Linked DNA regions of Sus scrofa: region 2 is linked to region 1. A link is a contact called in public HiChIP or PLAC-seq data. All regions are on one chromosome and are shown on one strand. The core of a region is the stretch at or near the end of the contact, and the rest is flanking DNA. Distances in the headings are between cores, read along the strand shown.

The links. HiChIP or PLAC-seq counts read pairs in DNA pulled down with a chosen protein or histone mark.
Region 2: a contact with region 1 is called in an H3K27ac HiChIP or PLAC-seq map of alveolar macrophages. The contact joins two enhancer-like sites.

The regions. Positions count from the first base shown.
Region 1 is chr6:98,558,303-98,562,386 of Sscrofa11.1, forward strand. It overlaps RALBP1 (ralA-binding protein 1), which reads right to left. Exons shown (of 11, transcript XM_003127830.6): 8 at 1,432-1,539. Among named protein-coding and RNA genes, the nearest start is that of RALBP1, 39 kb to the right of the region's middle. Within about 2 kb of position 2,024, at least 3 of the 83 cell types and tissues checked have an H3K27ac peak or open chromatin away from gene starts, as enhancers often do. A contact at or near this core is called in alveolar macrophages, where this site is marked.
Region 2 is chr6:98,897,250-98,901,629 of Sscrofa11.1, forward strand. No RefSeq gene overlaps it. Among named protein-coding and RNA genes, the nearest start is that of NDUFV2, 47 kb to the left of the region's middle. Within about 2 kb of position 2,267, at least 18 of the 83 cell types and tissues checked have an H3K27ac peak or open chromatin away from gene starts, as enhancers often do. A contact at or near this core is called in alveolar macrophages, where this site is marked.

The sequences.
Region 1 (4,084 bases), core at 774-3,273:
TCAACTGATCTTTGACAAGGATGCCAGTATACAAGGGAGAAAAGATAGCTTCTTTATTAAATTATGTTGCGAAACTGGTTTTCCATATGCAAAAGAGTAAAACTGAGTCCTTGTCTCACTGCATAAGCAATGATGACCTCAGAATGAATTAAAGATTTCACTATAACACCTGAAACCATAAAACTGTTAGAAGAAAACATAGGGGGAAGTTTATAGTTTGAGCAATAATTTTTTTAGATATGACTCTAAAAGTGCAAATATACAATAAACAAATGGTACTGCATCAAACTAAAAGCTTCTGCATAGGAAAGGATACAAAGGAGTAAAGAGACGACCTGTGGAATGAGAAAATATTGCAAACCATACATCTAATAAAGGGTTAATATATATATATAAAGAACTCAATCAATAGCAAGAAAACAAACAACCCATAAAAAAATCAGCAAAGGATCTAAATACACATTTCCCAAAAGAAGACATATGAATGGCCAACAGATATATGAAAAGATGTTCAATATCACTGATCATCAGGGAAATGCAAATCAAAACAATGAGATATCACCTCATACCTTTCAGAATGTCTATTATCAAAAAACAAATGACAACAAGTGTTGGCAAGAATGTGGAGAAAGGGAACCCTGTTGGTAGGAATGTAAACTGAGGCACCTACGAGGAAAAACAGTATGGAGGTTCCTCCAAAAATAAAAAATAGAACTATCACACCATCTAGCAATTCCACTTCTGGATAGAGATACAAAGTACGTGAAAATAGGACACTGAAGAAATATCCGCATCCCAAAGTTCACTGTAGCGTTATTCACAAGCCAAAATATAAAAACCCAATGGTCAATGGATGAATGGATAAAGATGTGATCTATTTATAATACGTATATATAAAAACACACCCACATAAAAAAAATATGTAATACACAGACTGAATACTATTCAGATAAAAAGGAAATCCTGCCATTTAATACAGTTTAAATGCACCTGGAAGACATTATGCTAAGTAAAATAAGCCAGACAGAAAAAGACAAATACTGCATGATCTCACTCAATTGTGGAGTCTTAAAAAATGCAGAATTCATAGAATCAGGGAGTAGAATAGTGGTTACCAAGGGCTGGAGGGTGGGGGAAACAGGGAGGTATTGATCAAAAACCACAAAGCTGCACTTAGGTTGATGGGCAAGGAGGGATGAGGACAGCTAACAACACTGGACTGATACTGAAGATAGGCTACAACAGATTTAAGTGCACCCATCCCAAAAGATAGGTGAACTTGTGTGAGACGATAATGTGAATTAGCTTGACTAGTAATCATTTCACTACATACAGGTGTATCAAATCATCATGTTGTATACCTTAAATATATACAATTCTTTTTTTTTTTTTTTAAAGAATCTTGCAAAATAGAGAAAAAGACTAGCTTACCTGGGCAAGAAGAATATTTATGACTTCCTCATTTTCATTCATTTCTTCTTTGGAAACATCCTCTTTTGAAAGACTGGCTATTTCTTGGGCAATCTTGGTTTCACACTCCTGTCAAGTAAGAGAAATTGAAAACACTGGTTAACCTACTGTAACACATTTGACAAAGTCACATATCACCATTCTAGAAGTTCCCTTCTCATCTCCTGGATTTGAAAAAGTAAGAGTGACACAGTCAGAAGAACCATCTGGAGAGCTGGGCATTCATTAATTGGGCTTTGAAAATAACATGTGGATCTCAGTCTGTGGCTCCACTGGGAGAAAAAGTGTTCAATTCTGTTTAATGTGCTCACCATTTCTGGAACCCTTCCACATAAATTACCTTCTGTGATACTTTTTTGCGGGTTAGGGAGGGGTCAATTTTAAACACACAGTTCAACTGGTTTTGACAAAAATAAACAGTCAAGTAACTATCATCACAGTCACCGCCATGGGCTCTTCTACCTTCTGCTGGCCTCTGGCAACCAAGACCTTTCCCTTCCATGCTTTGCTTTTTGCCTTTTATGTTTCACATAAACTGGATTAAGTATCTTTTATGATTCATCTATTGTGTCATCTGTATCAGCAGTTTGCTGAGTAATATGCCATGATATGAATGTACCACAATTTGTTCATCAATTCACCAGCTGAACTAGTTTTGAGCTATTTATCTAGCTCACCATAAACACTATGTATTTGCCTTGCATGCGGGGGTATGTGCCTTTTTACATTAGATAAATACCTAGGAGTGGAAGTGCTTGGTCATATGGCAACTTGATGTTTAACTTTAAAAGAAACTGCCAAGCTTTCCAAAAGGATTGAACTAAGAGCAATACAGGAGAGTTCCAGCTACTCCACATTCTCAACACTTGGTATTTTTATTTATTTTTCTCTTTTGGGCCACACCTTCAACACACTGAAGTTCCCAGGTTAGGGGTAGGATCAGAGCTTCAGCTGAGGCCTATGCCACAGCAATACCAGATCCTAGCCACTCTGTGACCTACTCCAAAACTTGCAGCAACACTGAATCCTTAACACACTGAGTGAGGCCAGGGATCAAATCCACATCCTCACAGACATTATGTCACGTTATCAACTCACTGAGCCACAAATGGAACTACTACTTGGTATTTTTAATTTCAGCCCAGATGCAGCTCAGATCCTATATTGCTGTGGCTGTGGTGTAGGCCGGCAGCTGCAGCTCCAATTCGATCCCTAGCCCAGGAATTTCCACATGTCATAGGTGTGGCCCGAAAAAGAAAAAAAAAAAAGGTTTCTCTTAACTCTTAAGAGTTTTTAATATATTCTAGTTCAATTCCTTTATCAGATGTGTTTTTTGCAAATGTCTTGTCATAGTCTCTGGTTTGCATATTCATCTTCCTAACAGTGTCTTTTTTTTTTTTTTTTTTTTCTTTTTTCCCTGTTTTAGGGCTGCACCTGCAGCATAAGGAAGTTTTGGGCTAGGGGTTGAAATCAGAGCTGCAGCTGCTGGCTTACACCACAGCCACAGCAACACTAGATCCAAGGCATCTGTGACCTATGCCACAGCTTGCGGCAACACCAGATCCTTAGCCCAATGAGTGAGGCCAGAGATGGAACCAGCATCCTCACGGACACTATGTCAAGTTCTTAACCCTCTAAGCCACAAGGGGAACTTCTTAACAGTGTCTTTTTGAAGAACATATTTTGTTGAAGTGTAATTCACCAAATTTTTCTCTTATTGTTCCTAGATTTTGTGTCCTATTTAAGAAATCACTCCCCAAACCAAAGGAAATAAGATCTTCTCCAGCGTTTTCTTTCGGAAGTTTTTTTAAGTCTTAATGTATGATTCATTTTGAGTTAATTTTTTTTTTTTTTTTTTTTGTCTTTTTGTCTTTGTTGTTGTTGTTGTTGCTATTTCTTGGGCCACTCCCTCGGCATATGGAGGTTCCCAGGCTAGGGGTCGAATCGGAGCCGTAGCCACCGGCCTACGCCAGAGCCACAGCAACGCGGGATCCGAGCCGCATCTGCAACCTACACCACAGCTCACGGCAATGCCGGATCGTTAACCCACTGAGCAAGGGCAGGGACCGAACCCACAACCTCATGGTTCCTAGTTGGATTCGTTAACCACTGCGCCACGACAGGAACTCCTAATTTTTTTTTTTTTTTTTGCATATGGATACCCAATTGTTCCTGCACCATTTTTTTAAAAAGAAAATCCCAGTCAATTGTCTTAGCACCTTTGTTGAAAATTAACTGCCTACGTATGTCTTGGTCTGTTTCTGTACTTTTTCCTCCATGTGTCCAATCCAGTATCTACCGTCTTGATCATAGTAGCTTTCTAGTAAGACGTAGTATCAGATAGTGTGAGCCTTCCAACGCATCCTTTTTCAAATTGTTTAGACTGTTCTAGGTCATGTGTATTTCCATACAGATTTTGGAAGAGCTCGTTAATTTTTACCAAAATCACCTGTTCAGATTTTGATTGGAACTGAATCCACAGATCCAGGAAAACTTAACATCTTAACAATACTGAGATATATAATTTTTTAAATGTCCTTACTTACATCTTTTTTCATTTTAGGTTCATGACCCAATGTTCACTGCTAACATACCAAAATACAATAGACATGTA
Region 2 (4,380 bases), core at 1,017-3,516, 340 kb after region 1:
TTAGTTGATTTAGCATTGTTTTAGTTCATTCCTGGACTATCACTTTTGTTTTGTTTTTAACCTTTTTTTCATAAAAAAATTTATTGGAGCATAGCTGGCTTACAATGTTGTATTAGTTTCAGGTGTACAGCAAAGTGAATCAGTTATATATATATATTCCCATATAGATTATTATAGAATATTGAGTAGAATTCCCTGTGCTAAACAGTAGGTCCTTATTATCTTATTTTATATATAGTAGTTTGTGTATGTTAATCCCATCTCCCTAATTTATCCCTCCTCCCACTTTTTGGTTATCACTTTTGACACATGGACAATCACAATTAAAATAAAAACGCCAGAACTTCATGGGTGGGGATGCTGCTGGGGTGTCAAATTGGGGCAGACAGGATTTCACAGGGGCTTCTCTGAGAGTCCTTATCTTTTTTTTTTTTTTAAATCTTTTTAGGGCCCTACCTGCGGCATATGGAAGTTCCCAGGCTACAGGTCCAATTGGAGCTGCAGCTTCCAGCCTACACCACAGCCACAGCAACATGGGATCCAAGCCAAGTCTGCGACCTACACCATAGCTCATGGCAACACTGGATCCTTAACCCACCAAGGGAGGCCAGGGATCAAACCTGTGTCCTCATGGATACTAGTCAGTTTCGTTACCACTGAGCCACAGTGGGAGCTCCTCAGAGTTATCTTTTTATTTATTTATTTATTTAGCCTTTTTAGGGCCATACCCAAGGCATATGGAGGTTCCCAGGATAGGGGCTGAATCAGAACTGCAGCTGCTAGCCTACACCATAGCCACAGCAACTCCAGATCCGAGCCACATCTGTGACCTATACCACAGCTCATGGCAACACTGCATCCTTAGCCCACTGAGTGAGGCTGGGGATCAAACCTGCCTTCTCATGGTACTAGTCAGATTTGTTTCTGCCGAGCCACAACAGGAACCCCCTTATCTTTTTATTTTTAAGATTCTTTTCTTTTTTGGCTGCCCTTTGGCATATGGAATTCCCAGGCCAGGAATCGGATACAAGCTGCAGCTTTGACCTATGCTGCAGCTGTGGCAATGCCTGGTCCCACTGTGCCAGACCAGGGATTGAACTTGTGTCCCAGCACTTCAGAGACACCACGATCCATTGCCACATGGAGCACCTGAGAGTCTTTTTTTTTTTTTTTTTTTTTTTTTTTTTTTTTTTTTTTTTTTGGGTCCTCGCATATGGAGTCCAGCTAGGGTCGATCAGTGCTGTAGCCACAGCCTACCGAGCCAGCAACGCGGATCGAGCGGTTGCACTACAAAGCTACGCCGGATCATTACCACTAGCAAGGCAGGAGAACCGCATCATGGTTCTATCGATTCGTTCCACTGCCCACAATCTAAGTTTTTTTTTTTTTTTTTTTTTTTTTTTTTTGCTATTTTGCTCCAGCATATGGAGTTCCAGCTGGGTCGATTGGGCTGTGCCCGCCCGCCAGACATAGCAACTTGGATCTGACCTGTCTGCAGCCTACACCACTCCGCCGCCGACGTCCCCGAGCGGCAGGACCCCCGCCCTCATGTCCTTCGTCGTCCCGCCCCGGCTCCTGAGATCTTTTTAAAAATTCCCATCTGCTCCCACAAGTGCAGCCTCCGCATGGCCCTGTAATACCCTACACGTCTCCAGGGTGGCACTAAGAGCACTGTATTACGAGCTCATGTGGATTTGTCTCTCTCCCCCCTTGGACTGCAAATGGAAGAGGTAGATGATTAGAACTTGTTGAGTTAATAAATCCAGAAACCATTTACTGGGAGCCAGTGTGGGGCAAGCAGTGTCCTTGGCACTGGGTATATAGGATGAAGGTACGTGTGAGCAGAAGCCTGACTCACAGCCCTCATTCTTGAGGGAGGAGACAGATAACAACAGGGGAGTAAGTGCCACATGGTGACAAGTGCCAGGGAGAAGAATAAAGTAGCTGCTAGGGTACAGGGTGGCCGGAAAGGGAGCAGAGGTGGCTCTTTGGCACCTGGGGCAGCCACCAAGCAGAGGCTGGACTGGTGGGCTTGGTGGGTCCGGGAACAGGCGGAGGGATGGGAGTGGTGGCAGAGAAGACAGGAGTCAGAGGTCAGGGGGCAGGCAGAGCTGCAGGCTATGTGGAACCAAGTAGGTCTTTCTATTCTGAAGGCTCTTGGAAGTCAGTGGGGGTTTGGAGCAGAAGCATGGTAGGACATGGCTTTCCATGCTAGAGGACCACTCTGGCTGCTGGATCGAGAATCAGCCTGAGAGGTGAAGACTGAAGCCACAAAGAAAGAAGTAATGGGGCATGGCTGTTGGGGGCTCTGGAGCGGTGGGTCAGAGTGTGGACTCGCTCTGCAGGCTGTGAAGGGGGAAGGGGCTGCCTTCTGCTGGGGAGGAAGGACAGGGGGCAGGTTGGAAAGAACCAGAAGTTTGCTTTTGGACATATGGAGTTTCTTATTACACATATCTTCCTTTTTATATTGAATTCTTTATCCAGATTGGAGAGTAGGTGCAGTTTCTTTTTCAGTATGACAATCTAAGAGGAACTGAGAGTTTATGTAACAGTCCAACAGGAACTGAAACCATGGAAGGACTGGGGGGGGGCAAAGTTTTAAGTGTTTTTGTTTAAACACAGGGAGCCAGATGGACAACCCACCATCCTGTTTTTCCTTCAGCAGTAAATCAACGTTTGGTAGGGCTTCAACAGCAGCCCAGGGCTGAGTGTTTGGTGCTGTGGCCTTGGGATTAAGATAACGCTGAAGGGAAGCTTGGAATGATACAATGTACATGGCCCTGTTGGCAGAAGCAGTCCTTCCTGGCTCTAACCATCCCTGCAAATTGTGCTGAGGGCCCCTGGCTCCTAGGCTGATCTGTCTCCTATCTCACAGCAGTGTCTCTGGTTGGTCACATGGCCCATTAAATGGGTAACAGTAGGGAGGGGCTGGCTTGGTTGCTACCTTATCACGTGCTGGGCACTTGACCCTGAGCTGCTGGGCATGGGCAGGTGTCATTCGGGACCACTGCATAATCTCTGTGTCATGTGGGGGCAAAGGGAACCAATGCAAAGAGCTGACGTTGTTTTCAGGGCCATTAGAACTAAGTCCTTTGTCTCTGAACCCAGAGTCTCATGTCTTCTTCTAGCATCCATGAAACAGTGAGAGTCTAAGCTGGGTAATTTTTCAGACCCTTCACCCTTCTTGACAGATTCATCTCTCAGAGGAGTTGTCAAAAGCCCTGTTCTGGGGTGAGGGGTAGCTCAGGGTGAAACAAAAGGGATCAGGGCAGGTGCACAGGACCAACAAGGAAGGGGTTCTGTTTCCTCCCAGGGACCTGCCTTCTGAGTGAAGCACGTGATAGGGAAAATGAAGAGAAGTGACCGTGAAGAGCCGAGGACTTGGGCTAATTTTCAACTGGTTTGTACTCCTTTCCTCACCAAGTGTGGTAAAGGCCCCTGGGACTGAGTAAATGATGGCAACAGATGGAAAGATCAGTTTCAGAGTCAAGGTAGCAGATAAGGGTTGCTGAAGACCAAGGGAATCCTAGTCTCCTTTGGTTTAGGGGTGGACACTTAGCCAGGGCACAAATAATGCAAGACCTTTTTTTTTTTTTTTTTTTTTTTTTTTTTACAAAGAGAATCCTTTTGCACTTACTTTTAAGAAATTTGTGACTGGCTAGGCTGGTGGAGTGCTGAACCTTCCCATTCACATTGTTATGAGACTCCCTCACCTACTCAGTGGTGGGTCTGATGCTCAGAGGGGAACCAGACAGCAGACACCCACAGCAGGTGCTGGGGGAGGGGCGCAGAGCACCCTGAGAAGGTACCGGTGTTCTAAGGGAACACGGAGGGGGGCATCATCCCGGTGGGTGTCACCCTTCCACAAATGCACAGGACTAATTAGAAAGGTTCTGAGGAGTTCCCATGTGGCTCAGCGGGTTAAGAATATGACATAGTGTCTGTGAGGATGTGGGTTCGATCCCTGGCCACAATGGAATACAGTTCAGCCGCAAAGAGCATGAAATAATGCCATTTGCAGCCATGGACCTAGATATTATCATACCAAGTGAAGTAAGTCAGAAATATGTTATATGATATTACTTATATGTAGACTCAGAAATGATGCCAATGAGCTTATTTACAAAACTGGAATAGACTCACAGATGTAGAAAAGGAACTTATGGTTACCAAAGGTGATATTGGGGAAAGGGTGGGGGAAGGGATAAATTGAGAGTTTGGAATTATATACACACTACTATACATGTATAAAACACCAAGGACCTACTGTATAGCAAAGAGAACTATACTCAATAACTTACAATAAACCATAACAGAAAATAATCTGAAAAAGAATATATATACATACATGTATAGCTGAATCACTTTGATGTACACCTG